2 separate regions of the Mus musculus genome follow, and region 2 is linked to region 1. The links are chromatin contacts, called in public HiChIP or PLAC-seq maps. All regions are on one chromosome and are shown on one strand. The core of a region is the stretch at or near the end of the contact, and the rest is flanking DNA. Distances in the headings are between cores, read along the strand shown. Region 1 holds the start of Ptpn7 (protein tyrosine phosphatase, non-receptor type 7). Region 2 overlaps Gm41955 (a long non-coding RNA gene).

Evidence for each region. HiChIP or PLAC-seq counts read pairs in DNA pulled down with a chosen protein or histone mark.
Region 2: a contact with region 1 is called in an H3K27ac HiChIP or PLAC-seq map of embryonic stem cells, with 10 read pairs. The contact joins the enhancer-like site here to the promoter of Ptpn7 in region 1. A contact is called at or near these places in 1 of 39 promoter capture datasets (liver), 1 of 484 Hi-C or Micro-C datasets (the G1E-ER4 cell line) and 5 of 115 datasets of contacts at active chromatin or transcription factors (embryonic stem cells, extraembryonic endoderm stem cells and pancreatic cancer cells).

What each region holds. Positions count from the first base shown.
Region 1 is chr1:135,130,540-135,136,506 of GRCm38.p6, reverse strand. It overlaps Ptpn7 (protein tyrosine phosphatase, non-receptor type 7), which reads right to left and starts at 3,807. Exons shown (of 10, transcript NM_177081.4): 1 at 3,717-3,807; 2 at 2,584-2,757; 3 at 1,884-2,067; 4 at 1,592-1,676; 5 at 332-408. The coding sequence starts at 2,705. It also overlaps the pseudogene Ptprv.
Region 2 is chr1:135,193,163-135,199,129 of GRCm38.p6, reverse strand. The region is part of intron 1 of Gm41955 (a long non-coding RNA gene); the gene reads left to right. Among named protein-coding and RNA genes, the nearest start is that of Gm41955, 5.9 kb to the left of the region's middle. Within about 2 kb of position 3,014, at least 27 of the 459 cell types and tissues checked have an H3K27ac peak or open chromatin away from gene starts, as enhancers often do. A contact at or near this core is called in embryonic stem cells, where this site is marked.

The sequences.
Region 1 (5,967 bases), core at 2,558-5,057:
TCCTACCTGAGCTGGCTTTGTACAGCTTATAGAAGCCGTTAGCCTTTAAGAAACTGGTGACTAGGCTCAGCCAAGTTTAGAGGGTTGTCATGGGTAGGGTAACAGGTTAGGTTAAGGTGGCTTGGAAATTTTGACCTCCTTTTCTAGACTGATTTCTTGGGGGTCACTCAGTATGTATCTCTTTCCCTGCTCCCAAGTCTAGCAGAGGGAGCTATGGCAGGAGGGAGTTGGAGCCCTTGAGGCCAAGTCGCAGATGGATTACAGAAGGTCTCATGCGGTATTTTCATCTTTAAGGCAGTCTGGCTCCCAGCTGCAGCAGCCGACCACTCACCCGGATGTAGTTGGCATTGATGTAGTCACTGTCCTCCTGGCTCTGTGCCCGGCCAAGACAGACACGGCTCTGGGGATCTAGGAAATGTAGATCAGTAAAGGTGAGAGGTCAGAAGGTGACCAATGAATGTAGACTGTGACAGAGTCAAAGGGGAGTTCGTGTCCTCACACTGTTTGCAGTACTTTGTGGACAGCAGGTAGTCCGTTGTTTTATTTTATAGACAGATAACATAATAGCTGTGTATTATAAAATATACTATTTCATGACAACAGGGAGCCATGATGTTTTTGAGCCGGAAAGTGGTGCAATCAAATCAGAAAGATGGACTGAATGGTGATGTGAAGCACAGACCATAGAGCTGCAGACACCAACTGGGATATTATCATGTTTTAACCTTGAGATCAGCAAGGGTATAAAATGGGAGCGAACTGATAGGAAGAGGAAGAGATTCTGCAAAGGAAAAAAATGCCTTTTTGATTATGAATACAAGCGTTAGACGAATACATTGTTTAAGATATCACTCAACCACAAGGAATATTGGCTTCGCTCTCCAGAGGTGTGGGTTCTTCCCCAATCAAACCGGATGGGGGATGAAGAAGCTAACTTCCTCTCTTTGATGGTTGGAGAGCTTGCTAGAATTAGGCCAAGGCCAAAACTGATCCAACTCACATTGACAAGTGTTCACAGACAGTGCCTGGTCTCTTCTAGCAGGCACTGAGCCTGGAGTCTCAGTCCTGGGCAGGACCCATGTGCTGGGCTGAATTCGGACCACAGTTCTAGAAGCCATTGTACTAAGCTCTGGGTATCAAGCTGGCCTATGGGAAGTTGGGGGTGCTAGGCCTGGGTCCATCTGTGTGAGTTCACACCTACCACACAGGCGTGCAACCGCAGGAAGTGTCTGTAAATGCTAGCATGCAACTGGGCAACAACTGTCTGTCTCCTGGCTGCCAGGGTGTGGGTTAGCCTTTCTCTGTTGAAAGACAAGTGTCTCAAGCATTGATCTTCCTTGGCTTTGGAGAGCTGCTTTTTGTTATTGTTGCTTGTTTTTGTGAAGGTCTCATATAAACCAAGCTAGCCTAGAACTTGCTATATAGCTGAAACCGGCCTTTAATTCCTGATCCTCTACCCCAACCTCCAAGAGCGAGGATTATTATAGTCATACATCATTATGCCTGGCTCCCAGGCCATATGTATATCTTGCCTTCTTGAGTTCTTCACCCTCAGGGACACCAACCCCCTCAGTCCCACCGTGCTCCTTACTTGGCAAGATGGTCTTGTAGCGGTCTTTGGAGGCGTGGCCAGGGATATCCAGGTCTTCAGGGTTGACAAAGTTTGAGGGAATCTTCTGTTGGGGGAGGATAAATGAGTTAATCTCTGTTCCCCCACTTCCCAGCCTCCTTTTCTTCCATTCCATCCTCTGCACACAGAGAGGAAGAGCAAGGATGGGGACAACCTCTCTCCTACACCCCAAGGAGAAGAGAGGCCCAAGGAATCCAGGATGGTCTGATATGGAAGTGTAAAGTGATGTGGAGAGGACCCCAGGATTCCTTACCAAGAATTCCTCCTCTAGCTGCTTGGGGCTGGGAGGTTGGTGCTGTAGCGTCCAGCGTGTAAGGGGGTGTCCAGCCGTGCGCAGGAAGTGTAGGGTGACTTCCCGGGGTGTGTTCACTGAGCAGATGGGTTCAACCGTGCCCAGAGACTGTACATCCAGCATCAGAGCCACACTGGAGCCCCTTCTGCAAGCACAGCCAACCATTGCCCAGTGAGCATCTCAGAGCATCTGCCTCGCTTTCAAGCTCCTTGTGGGCTCTGTCTGGGGAGGATCTGCTGAGTCTTTGTCTTGACCTAGAGGCCCAGGGCACTCAAGGGTCAGGCCCCTACTGCGTTCCCCTTTTCCTTTATCAGATAAGAACAGAGCAGCCTGCAGCTCTTCTGCTCCTTCCTGCTGTCTCTCTCTCCTACTCTCAAGCCAACACAGAGGCTCCAATGCACACCCAACTCCACAGAGGCCCCTAGCTTTGTCCCAGAGACTGTTCATCACAACTTGAAACTTAGAGAGCAGACAGACCAGGGATGACGAGAAACTTGGTGCCTCTGCCATACAAGGAATGGGCGAGCAACCTTCAAATGAGCATTATTTGGTTTGGTTTTTCCAGGCCTTGTGGATTCAGTTGTTAGAACTGGACAGGAAAGAAGGAAGGGAAGGGACGGTGATCCAGGCCTAGGAAGATCCTCCCTGTGAAAGATCTCACCTCTCCTGCAGCCGCACATGCTTCTTGGCTGGAGCTTTGGTGGGTGGAGGCTGAGTCATGTCTGCCCCCAAAGACAAGGTCGGCAGCTGTGCTCTGGAGCGCCCCTCACAGGCCTGGACCATGCTGGGGTAGGTTGCTGGGCCCAAGGGAGGCTCATTCAGCCATGAGGCATGCCTGAAAGACAAGGTCCCGCGAAGGCCTCATTAGCTAGAAGAAGGCTTCTAGTCCAGGCCAGCCAGCTATTCCCTCAAGCAAGCGGCCCAACAGCTCTCTGTTGGGATGCAGGATAGAGGACAGTTAGGGGTTAGAGTAGAAGGAAGGTACTAGAGAGAATACAGGTATGGGGAAGATAGGAAGGAATCCAGAAGGAGGAAGAGAGAGGATACCCAAGTCCACAGGGCTCTAAGCTGGGGTCTGCATGAGGCCAACAGCCTGCTAACCACACAGAAGGAAAGGGAGAAAGCATACAGCTCTCTGAGTCTAGCCAGCTAGCAGGCTTCTCTATAATGAGAAATGGAGGCCTTGAGAAGCACTGGATCCAGTCAGGGATCCAGGCACGCTCCAACTTCTAGAAGGGTCTTCTCATTGTCGGCAGTTCCACTCCAAGATCAGTTGTGGCTCCTGGGGTCTCTGTCTAGGGCGGTAGCCCAGGGGTGTTTCCTCCCTCCTCCTTCCCATCCCCCAGTCTCCCGCCTCTGCAACCGTCACAGGAAATGGCCTCATCAAACCCTAGAGCGCCAGCGCATGGTGAGGCTACAGCTGGGGGTACAAGAGAGAGGGGGCATAGAGGTGATGAGGGCATCACCTTTTGGGGGCAGCCCCTGTCTCTCAGAGCTAAGGCATGGGTGACGTGGTGGTGGGGTTAGAGTCGCTAACCCATGGGGACAGAGCTTTGGGAGCAGTGTGGGCCCATGCAGGTGTGGCTGGGACAGTACTTGCCCACAACAGGAAGGGGCCTTTAGCCTCTCCTCTCCTGGCACTCTGTGTGGCTTCTTAGCCCTCCAGTCACAGGGACACCAGATATGTCACTTCTCATGCCCTGGCCAGGCATGGGAGCCCCAAACTCAATGCTTCTTCAACCCATCCTTGGAGCCCCCCATCCCACCCCAGGGCCATAGGATGTCTGTACTCACTTCAAGTACTTACTGAAGAAGCTATGTCCCCCAGGCTGCCTCTTGCCAGCTGTCTGTCAGTCCGTCTATCTTTGAGGACTGAGAGGTTTCAGGAAGCCAGCTTCCTCCCTCCGCCCCTCCTGGCTTCCACCCACGCACACCCAACTGCGGGCTGCCCTTCTGTGCCTGCCACAAGCTGCCACCAGGGGTCGGGTGCATCCTTCCTGTGCCCTCTAAGAGCAAGCGGCTGCTGTCCCGCCACCCTCACTGGATGCCAAGGCTCTGGGAAGCGGCGAGAGATGAGGCCTTCCCTGACCACCTCGGGCCTCCTCCTCTGGGTCCTCATCAAGTGCTGTCCCCCACCCCCACCTCTTCCTTGATAGCCATGGGGAACCTTCTGCTGCTCTTCTGGTTGTGACCTTGGCTAGAGACTTATTTCCACTTCTCAGCTTCTGCCCCTGTAAGCTTTGTTGCTTCAAAGCCTGGGAATTCAGGGCCAAACCCAGACCCCCAAACAGAGCAGATGTGTCACAGAGGTGCCATAGGGGGTGGCAGGGAAGAGGAGGCAGGAGTCCTTGCTCTGTACAGGAAGGAGAGGCCAGGGCTAGGCAGGAAAGCTTCTTTCCAACTCCCTGGCCCCTCAGCCTGCAGACATAGGCTTGTCACCAGAGAACAAGTATCAGAGCTTAACTGGAGAGGACTCTGGGGTGGCTTCCATAGCAGCCCCTCAGACTACCCCTCTGGGAGTGTCTTAGAACCCTGTATCTCCTCTGAAGACTTACAGATAGGTGAAGGCTGTGACCCTCACATCAGAGACTTCCCAGGTCCTCTTCACCAGGGGGCCACTTGGATGCTTGGGGTGTGGAAAGGGAGCAGTCCCCAAGTCTAGAACTCCACACACCCCCTACCCCCGCCTGGCTTTGCTAGGCCATTCGCTGGCCCTCAGCCCAACTGGTTCGTGGTTCATGCTTGCTTGCAAGACTCCTTCACTCTGTAATGTTCCCCAAAGCGTTCCTGGGCCCCACTGCTTGAATTCCACATCCTCTCTCTCTTCCTCCCACTTCTCCGATTCAACTGTCAAACGGGTGACACCGAAAAAGAGCTGCTGTGCAGTAAGCACAGGGATGGCACCTGAGGGGGGGGGAGGGGCTGCCCTTCTCTGGCCCACGGGGAGGAGGGGAGGACCAGGAAGAGCCTTTGAAGTCCTAGGGCTTGGGGCACCTGTCTTTGTTCTTGGCTGTAAGTCAGAGGGTGGTTCTCCCAGCCTCTCCATGGCTGGTTGGTTGGTTCTGGCTCCCTTTTCTCTGTGCCTGCTCTCCTGAGAGGACTAGGTGGGATTTCCTGAGGGGGAAGCTCAGTGGAGTTGGGAAGTGGTTGGCCCTGATGCCAGGATGAGATGACAGCAGCAGGAGCCTGGGAATCCCTGCACACCCGAGCACAGGGACAGGGAGACTGGGCTCTGCCTGGACCTCCCCACAGGAGCGTCTGCCCTGGCAGATAGTGGAGGGAGTGGGAGCAGAGTGGAAAGAGAGCCACCCGCCCTGGGGCCAGCTGTTGATTAGGATCAAGAAAAGGAAGTGAGGATACCACAGGGGCGGGGAGAAGGAAGTAGGCAAAGCCCTCCCCCACCGGTCTGCCTAGCATCCTCAGTTCACAGTGTTAGCCTGCTGGCTGTGAGCACACCTCTTGACCCTCACAGTGAGGACCCGGTGGGGTTCTAGAAGTTGGAAGATGAGCTCTTGGGTAAAGAGCAAAGGAGGCTGGGAGATGGGGAAGGAAGTTGGTGGGGCAAAAGGGTCAATCAAGGCAGGAAACAAGACTCTGAGGCTCTGTCCAGGTCTCTAGATGGCTTCTCACTTTCCTGCCTCTTCTATCTGTTCTTCCCATCCCTGGGGGGCGGTGGGTTGGGGGGATTGGTCTTTCTGACTGGGAATTAGGATCCAGTACTGTCCACTTTAGAGAATGTAAAGTCCTGTTTGGAAGCCTAGTGAGCAAGCAGACACTTAGTGGTCATGTGACCTTGGCCAAGTTCCCTGAGTCTCAGGTTCCCCACCAGCCTCCTCCTTCCCTCCCTCCCTCCCTCCCTCCCTCCCTCCCTCCCTCCCTCCCTCCCTCCCTCCCTCCCTCCCTCCCTCCCTCCCTCCCTCCCTCCCTCCCTCCCTCCCTCCCTTCTTGTCAGGAAGACAGAGCCCTGTGAAGTACTTTGTCCACAGCCCCAGCACTTGGAAAGTCTGGAACTGAGAGCTAGGGAGCCTCACCTGGTGGTGGAAGT
Region 2 (5,967 bases), core at 1,765-4,264, 63 kb before region 1:
CGCCAAGCGTGGGGGAGAAGGGCAAAGGCCTTTAGGGACGTCTTATGCTCCGCCCAAGGAGCAAGCCCAAGCTCAGAGGAGGCGGGGCTCCCTGCTGAATTGCTTTAGCCTTGAACTCAGGATATACTTGGTCATACCAAGTTCCAGAACAGCCAGAGCTACACCTTGAGACCTGTCTCGGAAACAAAACAAAACAAACAAAAAACCCGTAATCTTTATCCCTGTTAGACTGATGTTGGGGAAGGGCTGGCTCCTCTTTGCCAGGTATCAACACCTGAGCAAGCAAACTGGTATCAGGGTAGAGAGAGAATCTGGACTAATAAAGAAGGATGCTCGGTGGGGAGATAGCCACAGCTGTATTTGGACCAGCAGCCTGCTTGGCGCTGTCTTTGCCCATCTGCAGCTGCTGTACAACTTACCTGGATATAACCACACAACACCCTCAGACTTTGCCAAGCAAATCAGCCTATTGCAGCGGCAAGAGCTTTGCTGTCCTTCCCTGAGCAAGGGAGAGGCCTGTGGATTGGTGGCACTTGTACCCAAGCTTGCTACACCCTGAGTGCATTTGTTAGTTAAATCAATGCTTTCTTTCTTCACTCTGCGACTGCAGGCATTGACTAGGAGGAGGCTTGAGGGTGGCCGGAGGCTTCTTCCCTGACAGAGGCAGTTGTGAGCCAGGGAGTCTGGTTTGACCCTGGGGGAGTCAGGAGAACCAAGGCTGGGCTTGGGAACTTACTAAAGTTGCCCCTGCAGAAACCAAAACAGCTTATGTGATGGGGAGATTAAAAAAAAAAAAAAAAAAAAAAAAAAACCAAAACACTGTTGAACGTCAGCTTCACATATATTTACTATCAACTCAGTGATAGTATCTAGCCCAGCTTAGTACTCATCTTGAAGGGAGATAGCCACCTCCGTAGTATTGGCAACTGGGAGTTTAGGTTGAAGATATTTTAGGGGTGGCATCTGTAATCTTAATATCCGGGAGGCTAAGTCAGGGGGATGGTAAATCAAGGCTGGGTTACATAGTGGGGCCTTGTTTCTAAATTTAAGTAAATAAATAATAAATTGACTAACAAAATGAATAAACATGGCTCCAGGGCTGGAACTGTGCCTTTGTTGGTAGAGAGCAAGCCTAGCAAGCGCAAAGCCTTGGGTACCATCCTTCGCAGGACTAAGACTAGAGTGCTGCTGTAGCTCTGGGACGTGAAGGTAGGAGTATCAGTTCAAGTCCATGCTCAGCTACGCAGAGCTTGAAGTCAGTGTAGGGCAGATGGACTCTCAGAAACAAAGAAATAGAAGCTGATGGGATGGCCCAGTGGTTAAGAGCATTTGTTGTTCTTGCAGAGGACTCGATGTAGTTCCCGGCACCTACACTGGGCAGCTCATAAATCTAGTTCCAGAGGATTCTACCCTTCTTCTGGCCTCAGAGGGCACCTGCACATGCATGTAGGCATACATGCTATGCATATACGTTTTTTGTTTTTGTTTTTGTTTTTTTTGTTTTTTGAGACAGGGTTTCTCTGTGTAGCCCTGGCTGTCCTGGAACTCACTCTGTAGACCAGGCTGGCCTCGAACTCAGAAATCTGCCTGCCTCTGCCTCCCGAGTGCTGGGATTAAAGGCGTGCGCCACCGCGCCCAGCACATATAAGTATTTTTTAATTAAAAATAAGGAAGAATAATTAAGGGTTGGGGCTCAGTAGTAGAGAATTTGTCTAATATGCATGAAGACTTAAATTCTTAGTCTAGGGGAAAAGTCACATGCAAAAAATAAATAAATATAAAAAGGCCTTTCATTGAGAGGGAGGGAGGGGGCTTTGAAGAATGAGACCAGGTATAAATCACTAAGTAACAGATCAAAACACCAGTGATTCCCGCCTTGCCTTTAATCTCAGCCCTCAGGAGGCAGAGGCAAGAGGGTAGATCTCTCACTTCAAGTCCAGCCTGGTCTACAGAGTGAATTCCAGGACAGCCACGTCCTCACTGAGAAACCTTATCTCAAAAAACAAGACAAACCAAAACCAAAACCAAAACTGCCAGAGATTCAATAACTGGTAGGAAAAGCCAGGCCTAGGGTACATGCTTTTAAGCCCAGCATTCATTTGAGAGGGGAGAGTCAGGGAGACCTCAGAGAGTTTGAGGCCAGCCAGATCTACATAATGAGTTCCAAGCCAGCTACAGCTACATAGTAAGACCTGGATGCCTCCATTGACGATTGGTCTTTGGAGAAGTTCCTCAGATAAAATAGAGTTCTTTAGCTGGACAGAAGCTATGGCCATGCTAGCGTAGGAGATGAAGATCAAGTCATGTAAATGGGGGCTGGTGAGATGGCTCAGCAGTTAGGAACCCTTGTCATTCTTGCTGAGGACTTGGTCAGTCCCCGGTATCCACCCGGTTGCAGCTTAGAACTATACACAGGCACATACACATGCAGCCAAAACGCTCACACACATAAAATAAGCAAATCTTAAAAGAATTAAAAACAAATAAATAAGCTCATGCAAATAGCCCTAGACTGTGGGTCTGATCTGTAGACTATGAGAGATGTTTGGTACAAGAATGTAGAAGTCATGACTCCTTTGGGGGTTGAACAACCCTTTCCCAAGAGTCGCCTAAGACCTGGGACAACACAGATTTACATTATAATTCATAACAGTAGCAAAATTAGTTATGAAATAGCAACAAAAATAAGCTTATGGTTGGGCTCACCACAACATGAGGAACTGTATTAAAGGGCCCCAGCATTAGGAAGGCTGAGAGCCACTGCTCTAGAGGCAATGGGGCTCACGCTGGAGTGTGTCACAGGTCTCTGGGTCTGTAGGACAGTTGAGCAGACCTCATGATGAAGAAGGAGAAGCTTTGGAGTTGGGGACGAGAGGGAGGGGACCTCCAGCTGACCCCAGGGAGAAGGCTCATGGGCTGGAAAACAGGATCGCAGGTGCCAAACAGGTCCTTGCGCATGGAAACAGGCTTTGTTGACTTTGGCAGCCCCACCCTCAGCCTCCTCCTGCCCCATGAGGGCCTGAAACTGACACTGGGCCATTCTGGGGGGTTGGAGATGTTCCCAGTCCAGTCCTGTTCAGGCCAGCTGCAGCAGGCTGCTTGCGCTCCTGGCTTGCAAGAGGGCTTAAGAGGCACAAGGGGCTGGTACCCAGGCCCCGCAGGTGAAGGCCAGGGCTGGGGGACATTAAGACTGAAGGATTGGTCTCTTTTTCTCAGACTGTAAGCCCAGCTGAAGGAGATGACTGTTATAAGGACTGCTCCAGGGTGTCCCCTCAGGGGCCTGACATCCAGATAAGTGCTAATTAACCACCACAACAAATCGGCAGTTAAAGAAACAGATGTCCACAACCAGACTGACCGGGAAGGGACAAAGTGGCAGGGCCAGCTCTGCTGTACCACTTGGCAGCAGCCTCTTGGGTTGAGCGGGCATCTCATTCATCTGCCCGCATCAAGGGAGAAACTCAGGTCTCTCCTGACTTGACTGAAGGATTAGGTGGAAGCCATCACTGGGAAGGAGGGGATGAGAGATAAGGAAAAAAAAGCAGTCAATGGAGAAAGATAGGCACGAAAGGGAATAGAGCCTTTAATCCCAGCACTTGGGAGGCAGAGGCAGGCAGATTTCTGAGTTCGAGGCCAGCCTGGTCTACAGAGTGAGTTCCAGGATATCCAGGGCTGCACAGAGAAACCCTGTCTGGAAAAACCAAAATCAAAAAAAAAAAAAAAAGGGAATAGAGAACTGTGTGTGCTCACGTGTGTACATGTACACATATGAAATGTGTGTATTACTTGTGTATATACATTATTGTTATTGTTGTTGTTATAATTTTGAAACAAGGTCTCACCATGTAACCCTGGCTAGCTGTGTAGACCAGTCTGGCTCCAACTCTTAGAGATCCAACTGCTTCTGCCTCTGCAGTGATGGTGTTCAAGACAAATACCACTTCATCTGGCCTTAAAAAATTTTAAACAGTTTTTAAATTCACTTTGTAGACCAGGCTGGCCTCGAACTCAGAAATCCGCCTGCCTTTGCTTCCCGAGTGCTGGGATTAAAGAGGCGTGCGCCACCACGCCCGGCTTTTTTTTTTTTTTTTGTTTTGTTTTGTTTTGTTTTGTTTTGTTTTGTTTTTTGAGACAGGGTTTCTCTGTATAGCCCAGGCTGTCCTGGAACTCACTTTGTAGACTAGGCTGGCCTCGAAATCAGAAATCCACTTGCCTCTGCCTCCCAGGTGCTGGGATTAAAGGCATGTGCCACCACGCCCGGCTTTAAACGTTTTTGATAAATTATTTCATGTAGCAAGCCGGCCTGCCGCTTACAAGGACTGGGTACACCTGGGAGGCAGGCTGGGGCTGAAAGATCCAGAGAAATAATGGAGCCAAGATGATTCCCTGTTCAAGGCTCAATGTTTACTAGCAGTCTGTGCTTATAAAGGGGGGAAGCCCATCCCCTGCCATGCCAGGCTTCTTGATGTTTTGTTGCCACATTGTTAGCACTAGTCCGCCAGAGCCGTTAGCAGTAAGTCGCCAGTTCCACTCTTGGTGCCTGGAGTCATTCCAGGCTGCCAGGCTGGCAGTTTATTCAGGAATCTCTCAGGAAGACAGGTTCAGACTCTTGGCAGGTGGCAGAATCTCAGGGCAGTTGTCACTTCAAAAGAAGCCAGCCAAGTCAGAAAGCTGCACCGCAGGTGGGCCCACCTCAGTAACAAGGTTTGTACCAGCCCGCTTCAGGCTGGGGGAGGCTACAGTTTCACTTATCCCAGGCTGGCCTTGAACCTCTGATCCTCCTGCCTCTACCTCCCCAGTACTGGAATGGCGCTGAGATTACAGGCCTGAGCCACCCTGCCCAGTCTTGTGTGGTTTTGGAAACAGAAGCCAGAGCTCGATCGACTGAGCTACACCCAGAGTCCAACACTGAACAAATGTATTTACTGTTTGCCCAGCTGGCCTTAAATGTGTGATCTTCCTGCCTCAGTCTTCCAAGTGTTTTGATTTCAGGTGTGTACCTCAGAACCCAGCTCCAGTGTTCTACACTTTGTTACATCCCTTTTCAGAGAGCTCTCAGAAAGGTAGAAAGGTGATCTAAGAAGACCATCATGAAGGATGGAGAGGTGGGGTAGCACAGAATTCCAGGAATACGCTTTCTGGGCAAGGCAAAAGGACCAGCAATAGGAGAGTAGGAGGGAAGAGCAGGAGAAGTGCCACACACAGGCCATAGCCGACCTTGGTTCTTGTGGGCAAGCACCCTTCAGCTTATCACCCTGGTGCTGGCCAGTTCAGGGCTTCCTGTTCCATTTCTGCTGGCCATGTAGTCAGTGTTCCAGCTTACAGTTATCCCTACAGGCAGGGAGTTCAGTGGGCCAAAACCTTAGGACTACCCTCAGCAACTGGACTCCAGCAGTCTTTGCTTCCTGTCTTTGAGATAGATGCCTCTATTTTCTGCGCCCTAATTTGAGGGAAGTTGAGCACTCAGGGAGCTGTAAGCCCAGAGTAAGTTGCAGAGGCTGCGAGGGTGAAGGAGAAGCTGGAGGACTTGGGCTGTAACCTGAGGTTTCTCAACCCAGGTCCTGACTTTATTATCTCTGCATCAAAGTCTCCCTGCCCATCCTGTAGGAGATCTAATTACAATAACAGTAAACCAGTAACAGCTGCTATTTACTGAAAGCATTCCTTGGGCCATACATACCTCCAGATAAGTGCACTTATTTTAATTTACATCTAAAATAGCAAGAAAGACAATTCTTATGTTCTTTTGATTTTTTAATGTGGTTTTGTTTTGTTTTGTTTTGTTTTTTTGGTTTTTCGAGACAGGGTTTCTCTGTGTAGCCCTGGCTGTCCTGGAACTCACTTTGTAGACCAGGCTGGCCTCGAACTCAGAGATCTGCCTGCCTCTGCCTCCCAAGTGCTGGGATTAAAGGCGTGTGCCACCACTGCCCGGCTGTGGTTTTGATTTTTAAAATTTTTGTTTCTTGA